2 separate regions of the Gossypium arboreum genome follow, and region 1 is linked to region 2. Evidence: chromatin contacts called from public Hi-C data. All regions are on one chromosome and are shown on one strand. The core of a region is the stretch at or near the end of the contact, and the rest is flanking DNA. Distances in the headings are between cores, read along the strand shown. Region 1 has its middle 19 kb from the start of LOC108455631. Region 2 holds the start of LOC108454131 (pectate lyase-like).

Region 1 (6,319 bases), core at 2,763-5,262, 410 kb before region 2:
AGGAGTTTCGCACGATTGTTGACGAATTAGCGGTAGTGGACTTAAAAACTGACAATGGGTGGTTTACTTGGGTTAACAATAGGGAGGGTTCTGCTAGAGTCAAAGAGAGGCTGGATCGCTTCCTTATGTCAGCCAATGCTGTGATTAGCTTCTCGTTCCTGGAAACTAGGGTGATTCGGCAGTCTAGCTCTGACCATGATGCGATCAGTTTAGATACCGAAGGTAGGAAACTGAGAGATGGCCCTATGGATCTTAGGCTTTGCTTTAGGTATGAGGTTTGTTGGGCTAGAAATGAAGCTGCTAAAACGATTATCAAGGGAGTTTGGCAGCGTGGGAATCAAGATATTATGGAGAAGATTACGAATGTGGGAAAAGAGCTTGGAAGGTGGCAGTATAAGAAGTTAAAACAACTGCGGAATCAAATTGGTTCTCTGCAGGCGGATATTAATAGACTTATTGATGGCCAGGGGAGCGATAACGAGGGTTAGAAGCTTAAGGTTTTATTCGGTTAAAATTTGGGTAATTCTATCGGATCTTGAGGAAAAATTCTGGGCTCAAAGGTCGAGGGTTATGTGGTTAAAGTAAGGGGACAGGAATACTCGGTTTTTTCATGTTAGGGCTACTAACAGGAGGAAAAAAAACAATATTGCTAGACTTAAAGACACCAACGGCAGTTGGAGGGATAATAATATGGATATTTGTAAAGCTATCAGGGAGTATTTTCAACTCTTGTTTAAGTCAAATTTAAATTCTAACAGTGAGCTTAATCTGGACTATATAGAGAATTGCATTTCAGGGACGGTAAATGACCGGTTGTTACAGGATTTTACAGAGAGCGAAATCATGGAGGCCTTTAATCAAATGGATCCTAGGAAAGCTCCCGGAATTGATGGTTTGTCAGGACATTTCTTCAAAGAAAATTGGGACGTTGTTGGAGCGGATATTATTAATCTTTGCCTGGATATTCTTAGGGGTGTTAAAGATGCGGATTGTTTAAATGATACCATTATTGTTTTAATCCCTAAGATTAAAGATCCTGTGGATATGACTAATTTTAGGCCCATCAGCCTTTGCAGGGTGATTTACAAAATTGTTGCGAAAGTGCTTGCCAACCAGTTGAAGGAAACACTTCCGTTATGCATCAGCCAAAATCAAAGTGCCTTTGTTCCGGGGAGGATGATCCACGATAACATTTTGATTGCTCACGAGCTTGCCCATTATCTTCAGAGTACAAAGAATGGTCCTAATAAAGGGTTTGTGGTCAAGCTTGACATGAGCAAGGCTTATGACCGGGTGGAGTGGAACTTTATCGAAGAGGAGATGAAGAAAATGGGCTACGCTAACGATTGGGTGTCGAAGATTATGAGATGCGTTAGATCAGTTCATTATGTTGTCAAGTGCAATGCTATCCTATCCGATACAATTATGCCGGAGCGTGGCCTGAGACAAGGGGATCCTCTTTCTCCTTATCTATTTTTATTTTGCATGGAAGCTTTTTCTAAACTGCTATTTCGTGCCCAGTATAATAATATGCTTAAGGGAATTAGAGCTAGTAGAAATGGGCCCCGTATTAATCACCTGTTTTTTGCTGATGACGCTCTTCTCTTTGTTCGTAATAAAAAAAGAGATGTTGAGGAGCTTGTGAGTATTATAGCTCATTTTAGTAGGGTTTCGGGCCAAGAGATTAATAAGGATAAATCCATGATTTTGTTTAGCCCTAAAACCCCTAGGGATAGTAGACTTTTGGTTTGCTCCTTGCTTGGCATGCGGACTGTCGAAAAGCTTGATAGTTATCTTGGACTTCCACTTCCTGTTGGTAGGAAGAAATCTTTAGCTTTCACTGACATTATCAATAGGTGTACTTGCAGGGTTAAAAGCTGGTCAAAACACTTGCTTTCTTACGGTGGGAAAGAGGTCTTTATCAAGGCGATTATCCAGGCCATTCCGACCTATGCATTTTCGGAGTTCTTGGCTCCAAAAGGCACTATAGAGGAACTCCATTCACAAATGGGAAGGATGTGGTGGACAAACAATGACAAGATGCGAGGTTGGGCAATGATGGCGTGGAGGAAAATGTGTCATCCGAAGGGTATGGGTGGCATGGGCTTTCGAAACCTACATCTCTTCAACCTGGCTCTTTTGGGGAGACAGGTTTGGAGACTTATGTCTCAACAGGACACTCTATGTTTTAAAGTCCTATGTGCGAAGTACTTCCCTGAAGGGGACGTGTTCAGTTATAAGCGGTGCGACAAGCCTTCATTCACCTGGGCGAGCATAGCCAAGGCAGTAGATGCGCTTAAGGATGGTTTTATTTGGCAAGTGGGAGATGGCAATGGGATTGATCTTAGACGTGAGCATTGGGGGCTGAATGGAATCTTTGGAGAGTCGGTTTGTCGATCTCCTCTCAATGGTAATGAAAGAAAAGTCAAAGACCTGTGGGACCAAGATAACAAGCGTTGGAAAAGGGAAAGGGTGAAAGAGATTTATGGGGATTATTTGGGGGAGTGCATATGAATTTGCCCATTCCTCCTAATAATATTAAAGACACCCGGACGTGGTTCCAAAATCCGCATGGTATTTACACGTCCAGGTCGGCTTATTCTTGGCTGATTCTTAAGGAAGTCGGATTCGGCCCTCACCGTTTTTTTGGCGAGCCATTTGGAAACTCAAGATGCTTCCGAAGATAAAAATTTTCAGCTGGAGGATCGGACATAACATCCTTCCAACTTTTGATAATATTGCTCGGATTCGTCAGGGTTTTATTAATATTTGTCCGAGATGCCAAAGCAAAGATGAGTCGCTGATTCACGCGTTAAAAGACTGCCTAAAAGCCCGAGGAATCCTTGTTGCTGGGGGTTTAAACAATAAATTACTGGAAGGGGATTACACCGAGTGTATTGACTGGCTGGAAGATATGTTTAGAGAGCTTGACAAAAAGGCTGCTGCTGACTTCTTAACCCTTCTCTGGAACAGTTGGAACAATAGGAATAATATGGTTTTTAAAGGCAAGATGGACGATGCGTTTCTGATTTGGGAAAGGGCGCAAGCGCTGAGTACAGATTTTAGAATTTTTAATTTGACTGAGCCACCTATTATTCCCTCGACTCCGATGAACAGGGTTTGGAAAGCGCCTCCGACTGGTTACATCAAGGTAAATGTGGATGCTGCCATTTCGGATGGGTGCAGTGGTTTTGGCGTTGTCGTAAGAGACAACGATGGTTTTGTCATTGGGGGATGTTATAAGTTTCGGGCCGAAGCGATGGATGTGTGCTGGGCTGAGCTGCAGGCGTTGACTGAAGGTTTAAAGATGGCTAAAAAGCTAAAGGCGACACAGCTTATTTTGGAATCGGATAATGCAATGCTGGTCAACAAGGTCAACAAGCGGGCGCAGGATATTACCATTCTGGGTCAGCGCACTACGTAAGTGTGCGAAGAATTTAAAACTTTAATTCGGTCCAAATCAATTGGGTCCATCGTCTTTGTAATAAGGTTGCGGATTTTTTGAGTACTTTAGCAATTACGAATAAGGGTGATTTGTACTTTGATATGGATTATCCGATGGAGATCCATAATTTTATTATTCATGATGCTATAAAATGAGGTAGACCCTTGGGTCGTTTTCTTTAAAAAAAAAAAAAGAATGTCAACTGGTAGCCTTTTCTTGCTTTTCGTTTTTTGGGTCTGCCTTATTCGTTTGAATATTATGGCAGTTTTTGTGGGTTATGAGCGTGTTTCATTTTGATTGTGAGGTTTGATTTACTCTTTTCTATTTGTTTTTTTCCGTTCGGTGGCCGTACGGTGCTTTTATGGTGAAGCGATAGGGCCTGACGGTTCTTCTGGTCAGACGGGACGTTTCTTGCAGCGTGTTTTGCTTCGTGTCCTACGATGAACTTTTCCGATTACTTTTGTTTGGTCTTATGAATTTTTTATTTGGTTTTATCCGGTATCTTGATATTTGCATTTCTGCATGTTTACGAGTTATTAGGTTGAGGGTCCCACGGTGGCTACGTTCTATTCTCTTTCTTTGAATTTTCTACGTTCTTTTTTCGTTTGTTTCTGCATGAAAGACGGTTTTCGTTTCCCCCCAAACAACGTGTATGCTTCATGCATGCAGGGCTTACGAGTTGTGTTTTATGTACAGTAATTCCTTTAAGTCTATTGTTTTTGTTTATTTCCTGTTGATTTTTTCTTTGTCTTCTTGCTGGGTGTTTGTCTATCTGTTCGTGGCTGCTTCTTGGCTCATTGAGACTTTTGTGGTTTCGCACGAGATCGTTTTGGTGGTGGTGCTCCTGTTGATGCGCGTTATTACATGTTTTTGCTTTCTTGCTTTTTCTCTCCTTCTTGATTGTTTGGGGTGGATTTGCTGGTGGTGGGTTCTGTCCGGAGGCTGATATGGTTCTTTGGATGAGTCGTGCCCTCAATCAGGTGGCCTGTACAGGGTTTTAGCCTTTTTCTTGTTATGTTCTTGTCGCGGTTGGTGAGGCGTGTTTTTGGAGTTCTCCGATATTTGCCTGCTATCTCCTTGCGATTTTAGAGTTCTCTGTTTTTGTTGTTTTTGTTTTTGCTGTCTCTGCTTTCATTTCAGGTTTAGTTAAGGCATCTGTTGAGGACCGGGTCGTGGGCAGTGCTGTGTCCGGAGGTTCTTTCTTGGCTTTCCCTTCGTTTCGTGGGCTCGCTGGTTAGTTAGGGAATGATCCTGATTAGTGACAAGGTGCATATGGGCTGATGATTTATTTTCGTTGCTTGAAAGAATGCTATTTTGGTAATAAGAGTTTCTTCAAGTGAGAAGGTGTTTGCTGGTCTGTGTTTCATCTGGCAAAAAGAGGGCTGAAGACCAGTCAAGCATATAGCTATGAAGATTCTTTGCTGGAATTGTCATGGGATTGGTAACCCTATGACTGTCCGCGAATTAAAGTAACTTCTCGTTGCGAACGATCCGGAGGTTATTTTTCTATGTGAGACTAAAGTGCAATCTAACAAATTTCCTTCTATTCGAAGCAAGTGTAGGATGGAGGGATGCCTGGCAGTCAATGCTTGTAAAAGTGGTGGGCTGGTTATGATGTGGAAGGAGGGCACAAATTTCGAAGTCAAAAGCTATTCCAGCAACCACATTGACTCTCTGATTCGAGTTGAAAATGACAATCCAATTCGGTTCACTGGGTTTTATGGGAACGCCGATCCTACCAAGAGAAAAAGCTCGTGGGATATGCTTAGGAGGGCGGGAAGCTTGGTTAAGGAAAAGTGGATTATTGGAGGTGATTTCAACGCCATACTTGACAACTCGGAGAAGGAAGGTGGTAGGAGGAAACCGCAGGCCCTAATGGACGAATTTTGTGAGGTTATTGATGAGTTATCTCTGGTTGATTTGAAAACTGATAATGGGTGGTTCACATGGGTCAATAATCGATAGGCCACCGCGATGGTCAAAGAAAGATTGGATCGTTTTTTAATCTCGGCTAGTGATGTGGAAAGCTTCCCGTTCACTGAAACCAAGGTTATTCGACAGTCTAACTCCGACCACAATGCTATTGTGCTTGATACTAAGGGTCGAAAGCTTAGAGAAGAGCAAAGGGATTCTAGGCTTATGTTTAGATATGATATATGCTGGGCTAAAGAGCTGGAAGCTAAAAATATCATTAAAAATGCTTGGAAGATGGATACGGAGGATATAATGGATAAGTAGAGAAGGTGGGACATGACCTGGGAGCGTGGCAGTTTAAGAGGTACAAGAGAATGAGAAGACAGATTGATGCGCTTAAGTCCAATATTAATAGGCTCATTGATAAACCTGTGGAAGTGTACGATGGAAACAAACTTAAAGCCATGAGAATAAAGCTAAGGAAACTGCTGGACAGAGAGGAGCAGTACTGGGCACAGAGATCAAGAGTTACATGGCCGAAAGAGGGGGACAGAAATACTAGGTTTTTTCACGTGAGGGCTACCAGCAGAAAAAAGAAGAACAGAATTGAAAAGCTGAAGGACATGCATGGCAACTGGAGGGAGAATACAAAGGATATTTGCGAGGCTGCCAGTGAGTATTTCCAAAATCTATTTGAGTCAACGTTACATATGGATGAAACATTAAATCTTGACTATATTGATACTTGTATTTCATGAGAGATGAATGACAGATTAACCATGGCGTAAACGGATCATGAAATTATTAACGCTTTTAAGCAGATGGATCATAGGAAAGCCCCGGGCATAGATGGTTTATCCAGAAATTTCTACAAAGAAAATTGAGAGGTGGTGGGAGATGACATTATAAAGCTATGTCATGAAGTTTTGAGGGGAGATACAAGTGTGGAGTTACTCAATG
Region 2 (5,865 bases), core at 2,930-5,429:
CTGACACCTCTATACATGCCGATGCCATGTCCCAAACATTGTCTTACACTGAACATCTCGTAGCCGATGCATGTTCTAGACATGCTTTACACTGGCTTACATCTCGAGACCGATGCATGTCCCAGACATGTCTTACACTAGCTTTCGTCTCAATGCCGATGCCATGTCCCAAACATGGTCTTACACTGGCTCTCATAATGTGGCCGATGCATGTCCCAGATATGTCTTACACTCGCACACAATATCCCAAATGTCCTAGCCTGAATATCCGATTTATTTCCTAAGGTTCAAACGAGAGTCCTACTATCTCAATATTCATCATTCATGATTATTTCCACAAACAAGCAATTCATGCTATCTCAATTCAAGCACGTATGATAACAATGTAGTTGTATTATTTACATACAATTTACCTCGAATTACAATATGTAGATGACTAGTTCGACTTAGTCCACTTGCTTCGCTTTTCCCTGGTCTAGGCCCTGATTTTGTAATTCTTGATCTCGAATGATAAAAATTTACGAATTTAATCATTTTATTAATATAGATACTCAACAATTTAAAATTGGACAAAACGACCATTTTGCCCTTAGACTTTTGTAAAATGATCATTTTACCCCTAGGTCTGAAATTCAATTTTTATCGAATTTCTTCATATCTTAGGCCTAGTCGATTACTTTTTATACTAGAAGAAACCCACAAGTCTCATTATTTCACACTTTTACCACCTCTTTTACAATTTATGCAAAATGGTCATTTTTAGGGTTTTCATGAGAAATCTCTTCACAAAAGTTGTTTATTTCGCAACCATGGTTCATTTTCTCCCATAAAATTTCAGGAAAAACATGTCTACTATCATGGAAAAACCCTAGACTTTCAACCATTTTGCAAAAATAGTCCCCTCATTTGAAAGCTTATGTTACAATGGTTTTAAAAGTGCAAAAAACATCAAGGAAAGTCATCAAAATCACTTACTTGTGAAGGCTTTAAGTTGCTAAAATTTTTTAAGCTGAAAACCCCTACAATGGTTGAATTTTCGGTGGAGAAGATGGTAGAAAAAAAAAGATGATATCTTTTCTCTTTATTTTAGTTTTATTCTAATCAAAATTAGGTCATAAAATTACCTAACCATTTGACCCATTGATTTCCTTGTCCCTATGCCCGGCCATGCCTCTTGGAGAAGGTCTAATTTCCCTTTAAAGACCTCCAATTATGGCTCTCTAGCTATTTGGTATGTCTATCAAGTAAAATAGAACTTTTACCCTTTATGCGATTTAGTCCTTTTTCCCGATTAAGCATGCAATAACTAAAATTAATTCACTAAAATTTTCATACTCTTATATAATCATGCTACAACACATAAAATAATATAAAAATAATTTCTCCAACCTCGGTTTAGTGGTCCCGAAACCACTATTCCGACTAGGCCCAAAATCGAGTTGTTACAATATTACTACATTAAGGGCACTATATTCAAATATATACATGTGAATGACCTCATCATAAACACTAAAGAATTCATTAATAGCAACATTGTGGATCCTCCTCACCATGCCCACGAAAACCGTGAAACCCACTTGATAGTGAGGGGTTGAGGTATCTAGTTTTGGCCATCAAAATTCATCTGTCATTTTCTTTGCTACCTAAATTGACGATCGATACAATATTATATTTTCATTTTATAAGGTAAAGGTATGGGTATCTAAGGATCAATTTTAAAATATGATGTTATTATAAAATTCATTTTAATGATAAATTCTTGCCATTATACCATAGGCTCTGTTGATACAAAATAAAATTACTAGATATGTAGAGAAGAATAATTGATGCATTGTTGAAGTATAGGTCCCATGCTCTATCAATGAATAATAGCATGACACCTCATCATTAAATAAAATAAAGAATAGTGGAGGGCATATAAATAAATACTAATAAGTTTATTTAAACATAATTAAATAATAAATAATTATAAATAAGTGCTTAAACCTTGAAACCTAAACACGAGACTCTTGACTCTAAATTCAAGCCTCCAAACCCTTAAAATAAAGATCCTAAATTCGTGAGTTATTAATATTTATTTATAATAGTTACATTTAATTATGTTTAAATAAAATTATTAATATTTTTAAAAATTGTTCATATTTTTATTTAATTTGATAATAATCATTGATAATGTATAAGATTTATACGCTAATGATACATTAAATATTATTCTAATAAATTAATTTCCATAAAATAGCGTATTAAGTGTGGTTAAACCTATGATATCGTTTTGAATATATTAGGTCTGCAAGAACCATATATAGAATTATAGGCCAAAACAATAAAGGAATGTTAGTTACTTGTAGTTATTATTATACCTCTAATTAATAAAATAAAATAAAAAAAATAAAGTAAAGGACTAGAGGCCCAAATTTCAACCTCCTATTTTTGTTTATCTTTGGACCAAAATGCTAGAAAGACCAAATGGACATATACTACGATTAATTAGTTGATGTCTATATAATACACACATATAGACCATTATAGCTCTAATTGCCACTTCCCAATTTCAATGCCATTTTCTTAGGGTAGGAAATAAGTTTTAATTGTTTATTTTAATTGTTAAATTAGGAAATATTATTAATTATCTTAAAAATATTGTATGACTATCTTAGTTTTGGGAAAGCTATTAAAAGATGTTAAAATATTGAGTCAAAATTCATTCTATTACTTTTTCATCCATTAATATTTAATATAATGATCATCACGATTTAAATGAATAAGATCCAATATTGAATCTTGAAGTCAAAATTTTCATCCTTACTAGTGTACGTGTTGATAAGATCCTTAGCTGATATTAAGGAACAATGAGAAAAAGGGTACAATGTTTGTACATATCTTCATTAGTTAGCTTTCTATGACACGTTAGTAAGTCAAAAAAACACGTCCAAAAATTTCAAGTTTTGCAAGAAATATTGTTGGGCAAAACATGATCCAATCATGTTCCATTAATTTTGTTGAGCAAATTGTGGATATAATTGGAAAGTTTGATGATTTCTTTAACTAGTTATTTCCTCTACAAAATTTTAATTAAAATCGAATTAATAAAATAAATCAAATCATTCAAAAAATGAATTAAAATATGTTAAGTTTTAATGGGCTTTAATATTAATAATTAAATTCATTTATTTTAAAATATAATAAAAACCGAAGTCCATTATAATATTCTTCAAATTCAAATAACTATACTCATTATTTAAAGGTTAGATTATGCTATTAGTCCATATACCATGCATTAGATGTGGATTTAACCCTATATCTTTACTTCAGTCATTTTCAGTCTTTGTACTCTTTTTAATTTTGAAATTTTAGTTATAATTAAATGATAGCTATTAATTTTATTAAGTTATATGATGTTATTTCTAAAATTTGATGCAACAAGCATACTATGTTACATATGTAATGCCATGTAGGTTTACTATTTTCGCACATTACTCACAAAAAGTTAATCAATAAATTTAATGGTAGTTATTTACGTTAAGATAGAAATTTTAACATTTGAAATGTATAAAACTACAAATGATTCAATTGGAGGAATTGGACTAGATCTACAATTTTAAACATAGTCCAAGACTAATAGTAGAATTTAACTATTACCATTAGGTTAAGATTGAAATTTTAAAATTTGAAAAATATAAATACTAAAATTAACTAAATTGAAGATCATAAACTAAATCCACAAGGACTAATAACAAAATTTTACGATATTCAAAACTCAAATCCAACCAAAATTATAAATTTCTCAACTAAATCTAAGATTTAAAGAAAATAATGAAATACAGTAATATTTCTTATATCTTTTTGGTTAATTACCAATTCAACATGATTCAGTTATTGGATTCCATTATATAGCCTAATGGCAAGAAGGGCAGGCCATAAAAGGAACACTTTTTATGCCTAGTGTGATGAATTGCAAACTCAAAGTAGACTCAATAAATTCAATAAAATAGACTTTGATTAATATGTGTCTGAAATTGTTGACGCCTGATTAACGATTTAAACTACCCATACGAGACTCCCCAAGACTTGAACAAATTTAAACGCTTAAATTACTATTTGGACCCACCTGCTTAGCTTAATCACGCCTTACCTCTCGGCTTTTACCCTTTATATAAGTCCCCCACATTGTACGATGCCTAGCCACCCCACTACCTCCATTGGCTCCCACTTTATCACTATTCCAAAAATGGGATCGTCAACATTTTCATATATCTTTCACATTCTCTTCATTTCCCTCCTTGTTCCAAATCTAGCTTCTTCCTCGCCAGTTCAAGATCCTGAATTTGTTGTTGATGAAGTTCACAAGTAATTCATTTATATACTCTTACAATGTTTATATTGTATAAGATTAATGTGTACATATATGTATTGGTATGTTTTCATTTGCAGGAGTATCAATGCTTCGAGGAGGAACTTGGGTTACTTGTCATGTGGAACAGGAAACCCCATTGATGATTGTTGGAGGTGTGATCCGAACTGGGAGAAGAACCGGCAAAGGTTAGCCGATTGCGCGATTGGGTTCGGGAAGCATGCCATGGGAGGCAAAAATGGTCGAATCTATGTTATTACGGATGCCGGCGATGACGACCCGGTGAACCCTAGGCCGGGTACTTTAAGGCATGCTGTGATTCAAGACGAGTCATTGTGGATTATTTTCAAGAGAGATATGGTGATTACGTTGAAACAAGAATTGTTGATGAACTCTTTCAAAACAATAGACGGTCGAGGTGCGAGCGTTCACATATCGGGTGGACCATGCATCACCATCCATTATGTGTCGAACATCATCATCCATGGCATCCACATACATGATTGTAAACCCGGGGGTAGTACAATTATAAGAGACTCTCCCCATCATGCAGGGCATTGGACTCCATCGGACGGTGATGGTGTCTCCATCTTTGGCAGCAAGAATATATGGGTTGACCATTGTTCATTGTCGAATTGTCATGATGGACTCATCGATGTCATCCATGGATCCACCGCCGTGACTATATCAAACAACTACATGACCCATCATGATAAAGTCATGCTTTTGGGCCACAGTGATTCCTATATGCAAGATAAAAACATGCAAGTCACTGTTGCCTTTAACCATTTCGGGGAAGGTCTAATTCAAAGAATGCCAAGGTGTAGACTTGGATATTTCCATGTGGTGAACAACGATTACACTCATTGGGAAATGTACGCCATTGGTGGCAGTGCAAACCCTACTATCAACAGCCAAGGAAACAGGTTTCTAGCACCCAATGATAGATCAAAGAAAGAGGTAATTAATTTTCAAAGTCCTCATTAGCGCGAGTTAACTCATATATATCACCATTTTCACACTACCATATGTAATGATTTTTGTAGGTGACCAAGCATGAGAATGCACCAGAGAGTGAATGGAAACGCTGGAACTGGAGATCCGAAGGAGACTTGATGTTGAATGGAGCCTTTTTCAGGCAAACCGGTGCTTCTGGTGCATCTTCAACCTTTGCTAGGGCTTCGAGCCTTAGTGCTAGACCATCTTCTCTTGTGGGTACAATGACAATGACTGCTGGTGCACTCAAATGTAGAAGGGGTTCCCACTGCTAGTTTTAAACTTATAATTAGCAGTTTAATTATAATTTAGTCTTTTTGTTTCTTTTAAGAATGTAATGAAACGACGACCTCTGCATGTTGCCTGAAATTGAACACAACATGGATTAATCATTAATCCTATACAGTTAATTTGTAGTAATTTTCTGTATTGATAGATCAACAAAGCATGCAACTGCAGTTTAGGGTTGCTTTTATGTAATCTGCTATAAGTGGCAAAAGTGTACTTTTTCATGAAAG

What was found. Hi-C and Micro-C count contacts between places; a contact is called where the count stands out from the background.
Region 1: a Hi-C map of leaf shows a contact between it and region 2, with 3 times the contacts expected there. The contact joins the enhancer-like site here to the promoter of LOC108454131 in region 2. A contact is called at or near these places in 2 of 5 Hi-C or Micro-C datasets (both in leaf).

Annotation. Positions count from the first base shown.
Region 1 is chr9:13,111,679-13,117,997 of ASM2569848v2, reverse strand. No RefSeq gene overlaps it. Among protein-coding and RNA genes, the nearest start is that of LOC108455631, 19 kb to the left of the region's middle. Within about 2 kb of position 4,012, at least 1 of the 2 cell types and tissues checked has an H3K27ac peak or open chromatin away from gene starts, as enhancers often do. A contact at or near this core is called in leaf, where this site is marked.
Region 2 is chr9:12,706,423-12,712,287 of ASM2569848v2, reverse strand. It overlaps LOC108454131 (pectate lyase-like), which reads left to right and starts at 4,179. Exons shown (of 3, transcript XM_017752464.2): 1 at 4,179-4,347; 2 at 4,432-5,311; 3 at 5,398-5,865. The coding sequence starts at 4,229. The coding sequence ends at 5,622.